Linked DNA regions of Gossypium raimondii: region 2 is linked to region 1. The links are chromatin contacts, called in public Hi-C maps. All regions are on one chromosome and are shown on one strand. The core of a region is the stretch at or near the end of the contact, and the rest is flanking DNA. Distances in the headings are between cores, read along the strand shown. Region 1 holds the start of LOC105791608 (putative recombination initiation defects 3). Region 2 holds the start of LOC105791618 (mitogen-activated protein kinase homolog MMK2).

Region 1 (3,608 bases), core at 923-3,422:
AGAAACATGATTGGCAGAAAAAGTTTGAAATTAGGGAACGGTGAAGAGCTGTTTCACCCCATTCGAGACCATGGAGCTGAATGTATGATTTTAAAGTCTAAATGTTCTATGCATACCTTTATTTCGTTGGTGAACGTGTTGCAAAGCTCATTTCGTACTTTGATTAAAGAAGCTTCCATCTGTTCTGGTAAAGCAGAAAGCACCAAGAAGATCTGTTGTAACTTATCTCGATATTTATCATTGTTTAGTTGATCCGATACCGCTTTCATGCTGCCATCAAGGCTGGCTTTGATATCTTCTTGTCCCTTGATCTGTTTACCATTTCTCAGTTGTCTTATAAAAGTATATATTTACGGATGCTCATGACAGCAACACTAGTCAATTTGCAAAGTAAAAGAGGATATAGTGATGTGTTATTAGTTGTTACCATTAGCTTTAGGGAGGTATCTTCAGCTATCGACCTCTGCCGCATCCCTTCCACTGAAATAAAATTGTAAGAAACTTCATTTTAACAATGGAAAAGCGGGGTTTTTTAAAAAAAATGTCAATTATAAGTGTTAAATAGTGTTATCCCACATCTTTTAAGTATTGGGTTGTCTATGATCTTGCATTAAGATTGGGCACATGGTACTATTATGTTGTTTTTGCCTAACCCTAAGCAAGGTTGTCCTTATGTGTATAATTGCATTTTGTGTGGTCTTATATTAAAGTTGGCTCTCCACCTAAAACCAGTTGATTTTAAGTCCAATTCTTGGACATTATGTATTAAAATTATGGAACCATGCCCTAGAATGACAGGCCTATAACATTCTTATGCAGACAAACAAGTTATTAACAGGTGTAACCATTGCGCAATAAGTTATCATCTCTCCGGATTTTGTAACCTTAAGGAACTGAATGACTCACTTTCCAGCAAGAGTTCTTTTGTTCCTTTGTTCACCTGCATTATATCACTTTGAACCGAATCCAAGATCATCCCAACTCTGTTCAATGAAGTTTCAATCACTGAAAGCCGGTGTTCAAGTTCTTCAGAAGTTTGACCTGTTCAAGTAAATAAAAGGTTCAGCATCCGTCTATAGCTGTAATATACCAAAAATGTAGTTCAAAAGCTTAATTAAGCTACTCAAAGGTACGATCATAAAACTGGTCATGTTAAACGTAATAAATAACTAAATAGTAATCTTACATCTATGCTCTGGAGCAGAAACAGGATTCCATTTGCGTATTAAGTTGGTGGAAGATCTAGAAATCGGCACTTGACTATCTTCTCTTGTGAAGTTGGTTGGAGCCAAGCAAGAAAACTTGCTGGCAGTATTCTCTCGTTCTTGGGAACCAAATCTCTGCAAAGATGAAGTACAGAAAGCAATTTTTCTCATAAGAAAAAAGATACGGTGATTTATATACAAACTTGAATGCTGGAAAACAAAAAGAAAAAAGGAGATGAGAATAATTCAACCTGATCAGTTGTCACGATTTCATCGAGTGAGCTTTGTGAGATCTGAGAAAATAAGGCATGCTGAGATGAAATCCCCTGTGAGAATGATTGTTGTGATGGCTGTGATCTAAGCTGTGATGATTGAGGCACACTCGGTGGCAGGCTCGATCTCCTTTCAGATACATTAAACCAAACAATGCAAATCAAATTGAAAAATTCAACTCTTAGTTCTCAGATGATGCTAATCTTGAAATTATCTAAACATGATTTTCTTTGCAAAATAAATTTTCCACAAGTAATTCTTATTTTCCAAAAAGAAAGTTTGAAAAATATGAAACCGGAGTCAAACGTGTCTTTGAAGTTTGAAGACTCGAAAGAGGATTGACCTCCTTCCAAAATCTAAGAAAATTAACAGAAATGAACAAGAGATTTATCACCTCTTCTCTTCCCTATAGTAAGAGAAAACCGTAAAAATGCTCGATTAAGCTAGATAATTATAATTTCCTAATAATATCAAACCTTCACGAAGTAAACAGTTTAATTAATTTATGTTTGTATGCATCTTTTCGGGAAACAAAGAGAATCATAAAGGTGAGGAGAAACCTTGTATGAGGAGGAAAAACGGAGATGGAGCCGAGATCGCAAGCTTTGTTGATCTTCAACTTCATTTATACCATAAAAAAAAACAGTGAGATCGTTGGATTTCGAATTATCGATAAAAAGAGAAAGAGGAGCTAGTTACCAGTGAAAAGCATCCAAGGGATGAAACGATGTTGCTTAAATAGCTAGGAGCTGTGGACGATGGCGGGAAACTGAAAAGGGTGAAAAGTAACGGGACGGTATCTTGTTTGGTTGGGCCCGGATTCTGGAGCAATTTAACCCCAACCGGATCCAAAATTTTATTCATAAACCCAAATAGGCTTTTCTGCTCTTCCCTGATGCTGTTGATAGTTTTTAATAAAAAAAAAAATTTCGTGCACTAGAATTAAGGGTAAAAGCATGGATGGAGTAATTTTTTTTTCTATTAAAAATTTCATTCAGTTATATAGTTAAAAACTAGCGTGCTGACAGAATAATTAGATGGTGATACATGGCAACGTGCATTTCATGTTGACATATAATTACCAATTTTTAATAGTAGAAATGAATTAATTTTTTAACAGAATGAGTAATTTGCTCTTTAATTTAACGTACAAAAACTAATTTGTTTATTTTTTTAGTAGAGGGGATAAAATGCAATTTGATTCTTAGTACATAGACCTTCATAGTACGTTTATTGAATTAGGGGTGAGATGGATTCAATTTTGTAACAACCCGAAATAGCGGTGTCGAAAATTATAGTTTGAGGTCTTGTTTTAGTGAATTGAGTCTATAAATAATTAATAAAAATATTTACAGAGTTAATTTATAAATAAATTGAATTAAGGATAAATAATTTGGTTAATTTAAATATTTAATCTAGTCCAAAGACAAAATGATAAAACAAATCGTTATAGATTTTAATTAGAAAATAGTTAAAGGGATTAAAATTGCTAATAGCCCAAAAACCTAAAATGGCAATAAAACATGTCGAAACGTGAGGGTGGGCTGTGATATAAATGAGTTAAGCAGAAGGAGAAGCCTTCCACGCGCAAAAGAAAGAAAATAAATAGAGAAGAAATTGGGTTTTAGGGCTTCAGACTTTGAGAACTAAATTGATTAGTATAATTAGGTCTTTTTCTTCTAATTTTTATATTTTTGTGGCCGTGGGAGCTTAATTTAGCTAGCTTGTGTTTCAATTTATAAAACTAATAATGTTTTGAAAAGTTTTCATTAATAAATTCTCTAGGTTTTTATGTTTAATTGGTAGGTTTTGAGTGTAAACATGAAAAATGACTAGATTGTTAAGTTAGATGTTAGATTTTATATTTGAGAACTTAAATGGATAACAGGTAAAGCTGTTATGAGATTTTGTTAGAAACCGATAATAGAGGGTCTAAAATAGAAGGAAATGAAGTCGGATTATAAATCGGCGCTTAGAATTAAAAGTTATGCATGTTTCAGTTGTAAGGACTAAATTAAATGAAATTTAAGGTTTGTTTGAGATAACAATTGATTGTGAATTGGGTTGATTATTGATGGTGTTATGTATTTATGTTAATTCGTAGCTGCCGATGACCTGGATTCCTCAAGA
Region 2 (3,937 bases), core at 361-2,860, 130 kb after region 1:
TAACTACCTAGTAATTTGAAGTAGGCATTCCTAGTTAGATTGAAGGTTTACGCACAACATCATAAGATTGGCCCTAGCTTAATGGTTAAAAGTTATTAGGGTACAAAGATGATCTTTCCCAAGGAACTCAAATAAACTTAAAGGTTAGCCAAATTCCTATAATTAGACAAAATTAGGACAACAAATGTGGGTATTGTTTTTGTCTCCTTTTTTAAGGATGGTCAAAGGCTTACTTGATGGGAAGAAAGGACCTGTTTCATTTCTGCTAATCGTTTAGATGGCAACAGCAACCGGACCCCTGAAGCATGCAAGGAGCCTAATAACTAGGGGGTCTATTGATCTAAACAACATTATCGAAACATCCATCAAAGAGGTGAAAATGCAGAGTATCGAGCTAGCAGGAACTTACATTTTCGTGATCCATGTGACGAAGAAGCTTGATCTCTCGCAATGTCCTTTTGGCATCGATCCGGTTGTCAAATGCATTACCGATTTTCTTGATAGCAACCTCCTCCTGTGTCTCTGAATTCACAGCAGCACTAACAGAAATGGGGGAGCAAATCACATCTCAGCTTCACATTATGAATAATATAATAACACAACGGTGAGCCTAATAAACAGAATGGTCACTTTCGTTCAATATTCTCAACCAGGAAGTTCGGCCTGGAGCCATTCACTTCAATTAGACCCTAAAATTGGCAACCTTAATTTCCTTTAAAAGCAATCACACTGCAAAATTCAGCTAAAGATATGCTAAATGAGAGCCACACTAAAAGTGTCACTCTCAATCCTGTCAATCATCAAAATTCACCATGAAAAAGGAAAAAAAATTATCAATCTACAAATACAAGCCTTAATATTTACTAAAATCCCATAAAAAAGAAACTAAAAAACTGTCATGTAGAGCATCGAGACTGGGACAAACCAAAACTGGAAATCAATCAAAACAGGGAGTTTTAAGGGGAAAAAAATTCGAAAAAAAAATAAAGGGAGCAAAAAGCGGAAAAAACCTTACCAGACAATACCATAAGCACCACGGCCGATGGGGCGAAGAGGAGCAACATATTTTGAGGGAACTTCGAAGAGGTTACCATAAACGTTGTACTGAACATAGCGTCCACCATGAGTTGGTATACCTTTGATGCTTTGATCCCCTGACCCCATTGACATGTTTCCTGGATATAACCCGAACCCAACTCACAACCCGAATTGAAAGAAAGATTTTTATGGTGTAATGTTAATAACAGCTGAAATTCAGAGACAGGAAAAAGTGAAGAAATGAGGGTTACAATTTGGGAGAGCGCGTAGGTAAGTATATTGGAAGATGAGTGTGAACCTTTTGAAGTAGAAAAGCTTGAGAGTTCCGTGAAGATTCCCACTTGTTTTGTTCTTTACTTTTATACAACTTGGCTTTATTTTTCTATCCTGATGGCTTTTTCCAGGAAAAAAGGGTTTACAGTTCAAAGAAATTGCCTGTTGGAAGTCGTTTCTGGAAAAAAGAGATGACTTTCCTGTTTCATGTGGTCAAAGTTATTGTTATTCTCCTGTCCGTACTGTTGGTTAAGCTTAACCAATCAAGAAGCTGAGATTTATGTTAGAAACTAGATGAAGAAAATATTTTCCATTTGCAGCCGCAGGCCCATTCTCCACTTCTTTCATTTCTCACATTTTAATCTTATACTTATTTCTTAATTTATCATTTTTATTTTATTTAAAAAATTATTCTTAAAACTTAAATGGTGGCTTTTTAATTCAAAAATAATCTTCTTTTCTATAAATTAATAACAAAAAAAAATTGATATAATTCAAAGTCTAATTTGAAGACAATTATTGCACTGGGTCCAGTCCCACCGTTTAATCCGGTAGATGGACACGTGATGGCGGCGCCACTAACAATTGCAGGCATGTGAAGCTAATTGATTCCCAGAACTGCCAATGTACCGTCTTTCGTTTTCCTGAATTCTGATCTTACAAACACTTGGAGATTACCCTGAATTCTAATTTAGATGAATTTTTAAGATCCAATTTGCATCGTGTTTCAAAAGTCAATACTATTATCAAGCTCATCAGAATCAGAGTCAAACAAATATTTGTTCAAGTCTTGCAAGTCAATAGTCAAACTTCCCTTTTTACATATTTAGTAATACACCAGCACAACTTATGTCAAATTTTAAGTTAATTTCTTTCTCAAAATGGATTTAAAATTTTATCTAAATCTGATTCAAATAAAAATAATAAATTCAAACTTGATTTAATTAGTCGTATTAATTTTTTTATATAAAAAAATTTAAAAATATAATATATTAGATATACTAAAAACATTAAAATAAATGTTTCCACAAATTAAAAATATATTGTTAAAAAAAGTCTCTATACTTAACAACACTAATATAAATAGTAGCAAAATTAACAATAGAACAAGAGTAATACAATATTCAAACAATAATAACAACATAGTAGCAATATAATAGCGAAATTGTAACAAAACAACAACAGAAAAAAAAAATTTAAACAGATCAGGTTGAGGCCAGGCCATAAAATATTATCTGAGACTTGGCCCATTTAAAAAACCAACCTCTTTTTTTGTCCAAACCCATTTTTTAGACTTATATTTTTATTCAAACACTTTCACTTTTTGAGCAAATGTTCGGGTCTAAATAGATGACGAGACCATGATGAATCCTAACATGCTTAGTAAACGAAAGATGCAATTTCTCAGCATTTATGAGGAGTGGATCGAATGTCATTCGAACTCGAGGAAAATGGCATGTACCCGTTGCATTAAGACAAGAACCAACTAGGCAATTACTATTACGCATCGGGTCATGATTAACCACGAAAAGTATCTTCTCGGTTCACCTGCCATAGCCACAACATTATCTAGATCCAACATTGTTAGCCCAAGTGATAGGAGGCTCACCTTCAAATGCCTATATGTTATAGGACATAAGTTTAGTCAAAGTTCACTTAATCAGGCACTCGATTAGATGTTCCCGTTCTATGAAATCACATCTTTTTAAGCGCTTGAGCTCTTGACAAAAAAGAGAAATAAAATCCTCCATCGAAAAACAATATTGAACAAAATGAGGGTCCGATCGATAACAAACATCATTTGTCAGTTTCAACTTTCAACAAATCTAATAAATTTTGAAATACCAAGGACTTTACTGACTATGCAGATGGCAATTCAAGATATCATCTGTAAAAAATGCATATGTAAGAAGAGATGGAGCTCTTATCACTCACCATGTAAACACATTAATCACAAAACAGCTCTCTCTGGTTGTTAAGACCAGTTTCCTACTATTATGATTCAGTAATGAAGATAATGCAGGCATGGTAATTGTATAAACAAGTTAACTCAGTATTGTAACATACCTTACAACTCACAAGACATGTACCGCCATAACCCGAACAAGGTAAAGGTTATGCATGTCTACTTCTGAGATAACATAAGGTCTCAACCTAAACCATCTGTATAAGACAAGATTAGCTTCAACTTGAATACATTCATGATTCATCTCACAGCTTGCTCTTCTACTTTTCTTCCTAGCATTGAATTTGGGACACCAACGCTTGTTCTTAGATTACAAAGCAAAGCATAACCCCCAGTCGAAACTATTTTGAAATAACCATCTACTGCCTTCGAAAGATTATCCAGCGCTTGTGATAGTTCCTCTGCGGTCCTTCTCAAATCCGATACTGAATTCTGGAACCACCCTTCATTAGAACCGAACCCATCTTGGAGCAAAGGATACAATGTCTTGACACATGCATCAACGGCATCCAGTTCTATTAGACCTGTTTAACTTTTCCGCAAGAAAACATATTTCTAACCTCTGAATTCACTGTAGTTTGCACATCGAAAAATACCGATGCCCATGGTAGTGTACTAATAACAGATAAATCTAACAAATTTGGGGCAGAACCAGATAAA

What was found. Hi-C and Micro-C count contacts between places; a contact is called where the count stands out from the background.
Region 2: a Hi-C map of leaf shows a contact between it and region 1, with 2.6 times the contacts expected there. The contact joins the promoter of LOC105791618 here to the promoter of LOC105791608 in region 1. A contact is called at or near these places in 2 of 2 Hi-C or Micro-C datasets (both in leaf).

Annotation. Positions count from the first base shown.
Region 1 is chr8:45,020,636-45,024,243 of ASM2569854v1, forward strand. LOC105791608 (putative recombination initiation defects 3) reads right to left here and starts at 2,173. Exons shown (of 11, transcript XM_012619757.2): 1 at 2,039-2,173; 2 at 1,457-1,607; 3 at 1,187-1,340; 4 at 907-1,041; 5 at 428-480; 6 at 117-311. The coding sequence starts at 2,103.
Region 2 is chr8:45,152,500-45,156,436 of ASM2569854v1, forward strand. It overlaps LOC105791618 (mitogen-activated protein kinase homolog MMK2), which reads right to left and starts at 1,611. Exons shown (of 7, transcript XM_012619776.2): 1 at 1,290-1,611; 2 at 1,016-1,175; 3 at 410-539. The coding sequence starts at 1,170. It also overlaps the pseudogene LOC105791620.